Linked DNA regions of Gossypium hirsutum: region 2 is linked to region 1. A link is a contact called in public Hi-C data. All regions are on one chromosome and are shown on one strand. The core of a region is the stretch at or near the end of the contact, and the rest is flanking DNA. Distances in the headings are between cores, read along the strand shown. Region 1 holds the start of LOC107914601 (stearoyl-[acyl-carrier-protein] 9-desaturase, chloroplastic). Region 2 holds the start of LOC107914609 (F-box/kelch-repeat protein At3g06240).

The links. Hi-C and Micro-C count contacts between places; a contact is called where the count stands out from the background.
Region 2: a contact with region 1 is called in a Hi-C map of leaf, with 2.5 times the contacts expected there. The contact joins the promoter of LOC107914609 here to the promoter of LOC107914601 in region 1. A contact is called at or near these places in 2 of 34 Hi-C or Micro-C datasets (callus and leaf).

What each region holds. Positions count from the first base shown.
Region 1 is chrD10:21,183,764-21,187,778 of Gossypium_hirsutum_v2.1, reverse strand. LOC107914601 (stearoyl-[acyl-carrier-protein] 9-desaturase, chloroplastic) reads left to right here and starts at 1,308. Exons shown (of 3, transcript XM_016843547.2): 1 at 1,308-1,581. The coding sequence starts at 1,457.
Region 2 is chrD10:21,544,985-21,549,017 of Gossypium_hirsutum_v2.1, reverse strand. It overlaps LOC107914609 (F-box/kelch-repeat protein At3g06240), which reads right to left and starts at 1,515. Exons shown (of 2, transcript XM_016843561.2): 1 at 195-1,515. The coding sequence starts at 1,388. The coding sequence ends at 234.

The DNA of each region.
Region 1 (4,015 bases), core at 59-2,558:
TTTCTCACTATTTCTTGGAGTATTTGGTTCCACCGAAACCTATTGTGTTGGAAGAATGTGGTGATTCAACCTTCCCAAATTGTTTCTTTTGTAGACACGTTCTTTCAAGATTGGCGAGAGGCAACTATGGTTTTCCAATGTGTCCAAGGTGCATCTTTCAAGCATCAACCTTGCCTATGGTACTAGTTGAGACCTCTGATTGGTTGTTTTAAATGTAACATGGATGCTACCATCTTGTCAGATTGAAACATAATCGTCCAAATACCCTGAAAATAATATTTGTTACTTTATAAAAGTAATAATTTTTGATAATTTCTCAGTTGGGTTGAAACTCGATTAATATAGGTTACACCAATTTAATCAAAAACTTAAATATATAATAATATAATAATATATATCGTGTATATGCATATATTCTTTTAACTTCGGCATACCTTATAATAGAAAATTTCTTTGTAATTATTTTACAAATTTCATTTTTTGGTTGGCTGGAAGAATTTGTTTATAGTGACCATTATCTTTCTTAAAGGAATTCCAAGCATATATTTGTGCTGTTGATGGAGACCTCCACATGGGAATGTTTTTTTTTTTTTTTAAGATCAAAATAATATTGAATGAAAAAGATTAATACCATTTTTTTTATGATGAAACATTTCCTTTTATGTAATCACGTTCTTGATTTTATTTATTTTGGAATATTTTATATTACTACTCAAATTCTAATTCTGAATATTTAATAAGTTTTTTCTAATATTCTAAATTGAAAATAGAGAAAGAGTAAACATTAATTAACTTTCGCAATACCAACCTAACATTTGAAAAAGATTTGGTAGACAAAACAACAATCCTTTTACCATTATTCCTTAAACTTGATATGATTCAGATTTTAAATTAAAATTTTACAAATTTTAATTAATTTAATTGAAGTATTATTGAATAATAAAATTATAATTGTAATATAAAATAGGATGATTACCATTATATTATAAATTCAATTACATTTTGGCTCCTTCCACTTAAAAAATGAATAAATTAATTCATCTAGAAAAATATCAATTTGTTAGAAATTTTATCTATTCTACCGTTAAAAACTGACATAGTAAACGAAATAACTCGACAGTTATACATGACGTACCATGTGCATATCATACCCAATGAATAAAATTTTTAACCGAAGGAATGATGTGTTTGTACCTCGTACTTTAACCAATTTATTTTGTCGTTTTTACTAATTTATTATTATAAAGAATAAATGAATGCGCAATTAGTAATTAAAAGGAAAGTGAGGGGTAATGTTAAAATATAATGAAGGTCAGTATCCCTTAAATAGGCTATGTTTCTTTCGAGAAGCGTTTGCACTTTCTGTGGAGGAAACTGAAGCTGCCAAAGCTCGAGAACTCAAACCGAAACAAAAAAGAGAAAGTGCTCTTAAACCCCCCAAAATACCTAAAAATAAATGGCTCTGAAATTCAACCCCATCACTTTTCAATCTCAGAAACTCCCTTCATTTGCTCTTCCACCAATGGCCGGCCTTAGGTCTCCCAAGTTTTTCATGGCCTCTACTCTTCGTTCTGGTTCCAAGTTCGTCTCTTTCTTTCATATTTTATTGTTAAATCATGGATTTTGATTCTTCTTCCGTTATTTTTACCTCATTTTGCATCTGGGTCTTTTTTCTTTTCTGCTAACTTACATATATCTTGTGATCTTAATGTTCTTGTTGTTTAATGGTAATGTTGTTCTTTTCTGTTTGGGATAATACTTTCAATTTAGAAACGACTGAAATAAGGTTCGTTTCTTATTAAATGTTTATACTTTCTAGCTCAGTATTATGTTTTTATGTATGTAAGGTTTACTGATTAAGGTGCAAGAATAGGGAAAACACGTTTCTTTAAATAATTTTTGCTCTCTCTCTTTTTCTTTTCTTTATTTTTTTTAAATTTGTGTTTTCCTTCTTTATTTTGATCTTTTTGTGATTTGGTTTCATGTTTGGTGGGTTGTTTTGTATTTTTATTATAAAAATTGAGACTTTGATAACTTGGTTTTAGACTGAGTTATGTGCTTCATTGGAATTATCGCCTGATAAGGATCTTGAGAGTGAAAGAGGTCCATGTGTCATATTTAAGTTTCTAGCTTTATGTAGCTATTATGTGAAGGCTCCAAGGTTTTTTTTTTTTTTGTCCTTAGCATATTCTCTAGTATATTAATCTTGATGCGCGTGTTTCTTGTTGGATTTTAAGATTTGTTTAACTGTAAGATATGCTGGTTTCTTATTTTGATGTGGACAGCTTCCATTGTTAAATGTGTTTTGGATGGTTTGAACGAAAGATGTAAGAACAAAGCAATGTGGAACATGTTTTTCGATAGCTTGTTCTTATCAATAGTTTTTTTTTTTTTTTTGTGATGTTAACTTTCAAGAAAAATCAATTATTTGGTTTTTCCTGCTTCATGTCTCGTTTTTGTTTGAGAGGAGTTCACGAAACCGAAAATACCCTGTAAATTGTATTTTATAAATATTCTTAACCATTATTGATTGTCTGGTCTCTTTGCTGTAATCTATGATGTTACGGCCTTCACTAATTTTCTATTTGTCTATTACAGTTTGGTAGTTTTGGGAGTGGTTAGGATATTAATTATTTTCTCAACTATTTTTTTCTGAAGGAATTAAATTTTTCTTGGGGTTTGAATTACTGGGAAGCTATTTCTGTTGTGATATACATACTTTTTTTTCTTTTAAAGAATCTTATATTTTATCTAGTTAATCCGTATTTTCCTTATTAGTATTCATGCAAATTGTATTGAAGCATGTTCTTCCAAGTTTATGATCAACTGATCGGTTGAGAGTGCATCATTTGTCTGAAATTGATAATGTCTCATTTATGGACTTCTGGGGCTCATCCACAAATGCAAGTAGTTAAATGTGTTGCTTCATCCGTGCCCATCTCTAAATTTATTTCTATGAAGAGAATGCTAATGTTATATCATTGTGCATGCTGCATCTGCATCCATGTTATCCACTGTGTTTAACTTGATTGCGAATCATGCAAGTGTTCCACACAAACGGTCTTCCGATTTTCCATTTATGTCATTTTAATTTGTTTCAATATGGTTGAATCTGTCTTTGAAAAGAAAATTCAAGTTGGTGGAAGTAGTTCAGATTCTCTAGACTAGCTGATGAATAACATAATGTTTCCTTTTTTTTTTCAAATGGTTCCATTTTGTTTTTAAAATATAGTTGAATCTACATTTTGAAAAGAATATTCAATTTGGTTGAAGTAGTTCAGAATATGTTGTCCTCCTTCCTTGATTTGATATTGTGTTATTCCTTTTTCTTTTCTTTAAACTAGTAGTGATCTTATCATTAAATTATTTAAACTTCTGTCAGAAATCTAATTTAGTTCCTAGTCTTTAGGATTTTGGTTATCTTTCAAGTTGAATTCTTTCAGTTTGAATTTTGGGACTTATTTTCTTTTTGATTCTTGGATAAGTATTTGGCTATAAGTACAGCAATCACCATTCATTCATTGTACGCTTTATTCTCTCATATAAACATGGTATTTAAACTGAATAAAATGTCTCCATGATTGCTTCTTTTTCTTGCACAATTTTTTGAAAATGCTTGCGTTTCTCCTTTGAATCTACTTCATTTAACATTTTAATCAACCGAGTATTTCGTACTTTTTCTTTGTTTTTATCTTTTAACTTGTATCATTTTGTGTATGTTTGACTAGTATAATTGCTGAACCTGAACCTAGTATTGATACTCTTGACATTCTTACCTTCCGTTATTAGGTCACCGAAATTTGGTGATTTCCTTACAAATTTTAAGTCATGGCTGAATATTCATGTATTTGAAAATGAACATTTCAAGTAATTTTTTAGATTTCTTCCTGGTATCAGTTTTGGGCATCTTTGTGGTCCATTCTTGATCTAGTTTTCAAATACTATGTTAGGTAATGATGAATAGACATCTATCCATTTTCTCCTGTTAGTTTGATGCACTTTTCCTTCTGTTTGG
Region 2 (4,033 bases), core at 266-2,765, 360 kb before region 1:
AAGAGTTAACAACTAATTGATTCTCTAGGCAGAAATCTAGCAAATTCACTGAAACAACCAAAAAAACATACAGACAAGGCAGAGGCTAACATCTTTAGCTTGCGTATAGAACGAACAAAAACAGAATTTTTGGAGAAAGACAATATAGTCGCCATAAATTGCATATCAAGAGAGAAAATCCCATGAAATCTTACCTCTTTTGTTGTAGTCTCCTTCCATTTTCATATTCAATATCAATCCGATGCGTCTCCAGCCGGCCGACGTATTATAAGTTCCTCGCGCTCTGATCTTCCATTGATTGGAACCAAGCTCTCAACATAAGCAATAATCTGCATCGTTTCCTGATAAGCATGGATACCAAGACTTTTAAGCTCTCGTGTGGAGGGGTCAAACAACACAAGTTCATGATCCGAGCTCTCGAGAAACAACTCACCATTTTTCCAAAACCCCAAAGGCCTCTCAACTCTAGGAAGAGATTCAATACTGAATTGTTTAGTCCATGATCCATTCATAACCCATAAATCAAAAGATTTGTCAGTCCCTTCCCTTGGGTAAACAATAGCACCAAGCAGTCCATTGAATTCCAAAAGTTCCAAATAGTATTCAGCTAAAGACCCACCAAATTCAGGCAATGGTAAAGCAGAAAACTTTTCATTGACCATATCAAATGAGAGAATAAGGTACTCAGAGTCCCCAATTGCCTGCCAATAATAAAACCCGTTTACGTAATTATTAAACAAAGGAGATCCATAAGGTTGAACCCCGGGAACTGAAATCTCCTTCCATGAATCGCTTTTAAGTGAATATAACTCAACTTGGTGGTTCCAATCACCCATTAACCCTTCATCTTCATTCTCTTCAAAATAATTAGTAACAAATCTTACCACTTTGTAGTCACCACTTTGAGAATCAAACCCAATACCAACGCAACCAAAACTAGTGGAATCTACTGAAGGAGGGCGTTGGACTGTGGATTGAGGGAGAGTTTTAAACTCTCTAGTTGATGGGTTCCAAAGGGCAACCTTATCAGCATCATGTAAACACAACAATCCATTACAAGGACCTGAAACCACAGGGGCATACCAACAATCCTCGAAAAAGGGTAAGTGAATGTTGTGTTGTACCGAAAAGTTTTGGCCTTTCTCAGTTGAAAGTTGAGAGAAATAGTAGATGTCATCACGGGTGTTACCCAGACAACGTTTGAGGAGGAGATTAAGGTTGTTGTTGTGGAGGTTGTTTTGCTGATGTTTGGTAATGAAATGAGGGGTTTGAAAAGATGAACACCAAGGCTTACAAACGCACCTGAAACGTGTCAAGGACTTAACTGGAAGCTTTGACAGAATCTCCAACATCACCATTTCTGGTACCTCAACTCTAGTTTCGGGCATCTTCCCTCTCTATCTTATCTATTTCCTCTGTCTTTTGATGAATGATTTCATTTGGGGTAAGAGAATGTGAACTAAGAAAAAAGAAGACAAAACTGTAACAAGTAACATTACACGTTTTCTTATTTGGTATACAACAATAACAAAACAACGTTGAAGATGTGAAACAAAGTGAAGGTTAAATTATGCTATTATAGTCCCTGTAATTTATGAAAGTTATGGATTCAGTCATTAAAATTTAATTTGATCAATTTTAATTTTTGTATTCTTTAAATTGATCAAGTCTACTCCTTTTACTTTTTAAATTTTAAAGTTTTAGTCTTGACCCCAAAAAGTAGCAATTAAATTTGTTTAGTTAAATTCAATTACTAGTCATTTAGAGTTGTAAATTTAGTTCATATTCTCAAATATAATCATTCTAAGTCTTTATACTATTAAAATTTTGAAATTTCAATCTTTATGCAAAATACAATCGTTAATCCATTAATTATATTTTTAGTGAATAATATGTGGAAATAACTAGCTTACATAACATTACGCATATGATAATATGTTTGTCGCATCATATTTTGAAAATAGCATAACTTAATGAATTTAACAATTATCATTTGATGAGTTTTGAAATTTTAAAATTTGAACAGTAGAAGGGTTAAAATGACCAAATTAAAGTATATAGACTAAATCCACAACCTTTGTAAAGTACAGGGACTAATAACTAAATTTAACTTAAAGTTGAACTACGGCCAATGTGTTTGATGGGCCTGGCCGAGCCCTCTGGTAATTCTCAAAACCCAAGAGCTTATCCTGGGTAGGATTAGCACAATAATGGCCATATCCGTATAAAAATGCATATACTAAATTCGGAGTAAATTGAAAAGGTTAAAGTATTTTGTTAGTCCTATACTTATATATAATTTGAGATTTGGCGCATCTACTTTAAAAGTTAAAAATTCAATCCTCATACTTTTTTAATTTAAAAATCCTAATTTAATCATTATCGTTATTGTAGTTTCTGTCAAAATTTATTAATTTAACATGTTTATTTAAAATCAATCATATGTCATGTTATATAATGACAACCTAATCAAAATTCTAAGTTGACAAATTTTAACAGAAAATACTTAAAATTTTAATGATTGGACTGTGATTTTTTAAATAAAAAATATGAGGACTTAATTTTTAATTTTTTAAGTACATGGATTAAATCTCAAATTTTGACAAAATTCAGAGACTAACATCATATTTTAACCAATTAAAAATATCTAATATACTAGGAATATAACCCCCAGTCTTTTATTTTTTACTAAACAAAAAAAATCAAGAATAGGGATAGCATACATTACATAGTAATCCTGGAAGAGCAAACAACTAAATCAAAATTGGTCAAAAAATAGTTGAAAATACAAAAACAACACTAAACTTGATAGCATTGATAAATAGAAAATAGAAGCATGACAAAAAGTATAAATCTGATACAAACATATCAACCTCCCATATGAAACAATCCATAATTCATGAAAAACTCTCATCATCTCATAAAAATCCCTTCCAATCACTATACTCCACAATTCATGATAATCTCTTAACAAAATTAATTATTGAAAGGATACGGGAGACAGTAGATAATATTACAAATTTACAACATAAAACTAGTAGAAAGGAAAAAAAATTTTACAAAGAAAGAGAGGTTGGTGGATAAAAGTAGATATGAAGAGATGTTGGTGGATCAGAAGTGGATAGAGAGAGGTTTTCTAAACTTTTTTTCGATGTCCCCTTAGGCTTCCTTCATTTCCCTTTTATAAGAGAAATTTTTGAACTCTATTTAACTTTCTTTGAATCTCACACAGTTTTTCTGATAAGGATAATGTCTTATTATTGACTTGGCATGGTTGCTTCCACGTTGCTTCCTTTTTTGTCTACATATGGATGTCGTTTTCCCAAGTTGCTCTATTGAATGTCATTTTCCCACGTAGCTTCCTTTTTTATTTTTACTTGGATGTTGTTTTCCCAAGTTGCTTCCTTAATTGGTTTTTTCCACTTGGCTTTTATCTTGTCTGGATATTAACTAGATTCATTTCCTCCATTTCATCTAGTTGTAATGAATCTATTGACAATCTTGGTAAGTTCCAATTTTCCCACGTATTCTTGATTTCTCCTATTATGTGTGATGGAAAATCATCAATCTCCATGTCAGCTATCTTTTTTAATAGTTGCATGGATTCTTCGTCTCTATCATCCTGAGTGTTTCTAGGATCATATGTCAATATTCTTTTTCCATCAGTCCATAGACTATAAGTTTTTTGTTGAAGTAAATATTGGGCTTTGGTCATTAAATCTATTCCTGTTTGGATCAAATAATAATTGGGATTATTATAATACTTGTCAATATTTTTTTATCAAGTGTCTTTTTTCTTAACTACTGAAAGTTTGGGACCTTCAAACATTTTTTTAATGATCCAAATTAGATATGGCTGATAAAATTTTTCTTTTTCAGCTATACCAATAAGACTACTGATTTCAAGATGAAAATAATAATAAAAATCATCTTCATATATCATACGTAATAATATAAATTTAATAAATGTAGAAAAATCTTTTAATAAATGGAAAGAAAAATTTTTGAGTCTGTTTTAGACCAGATAAAAGGT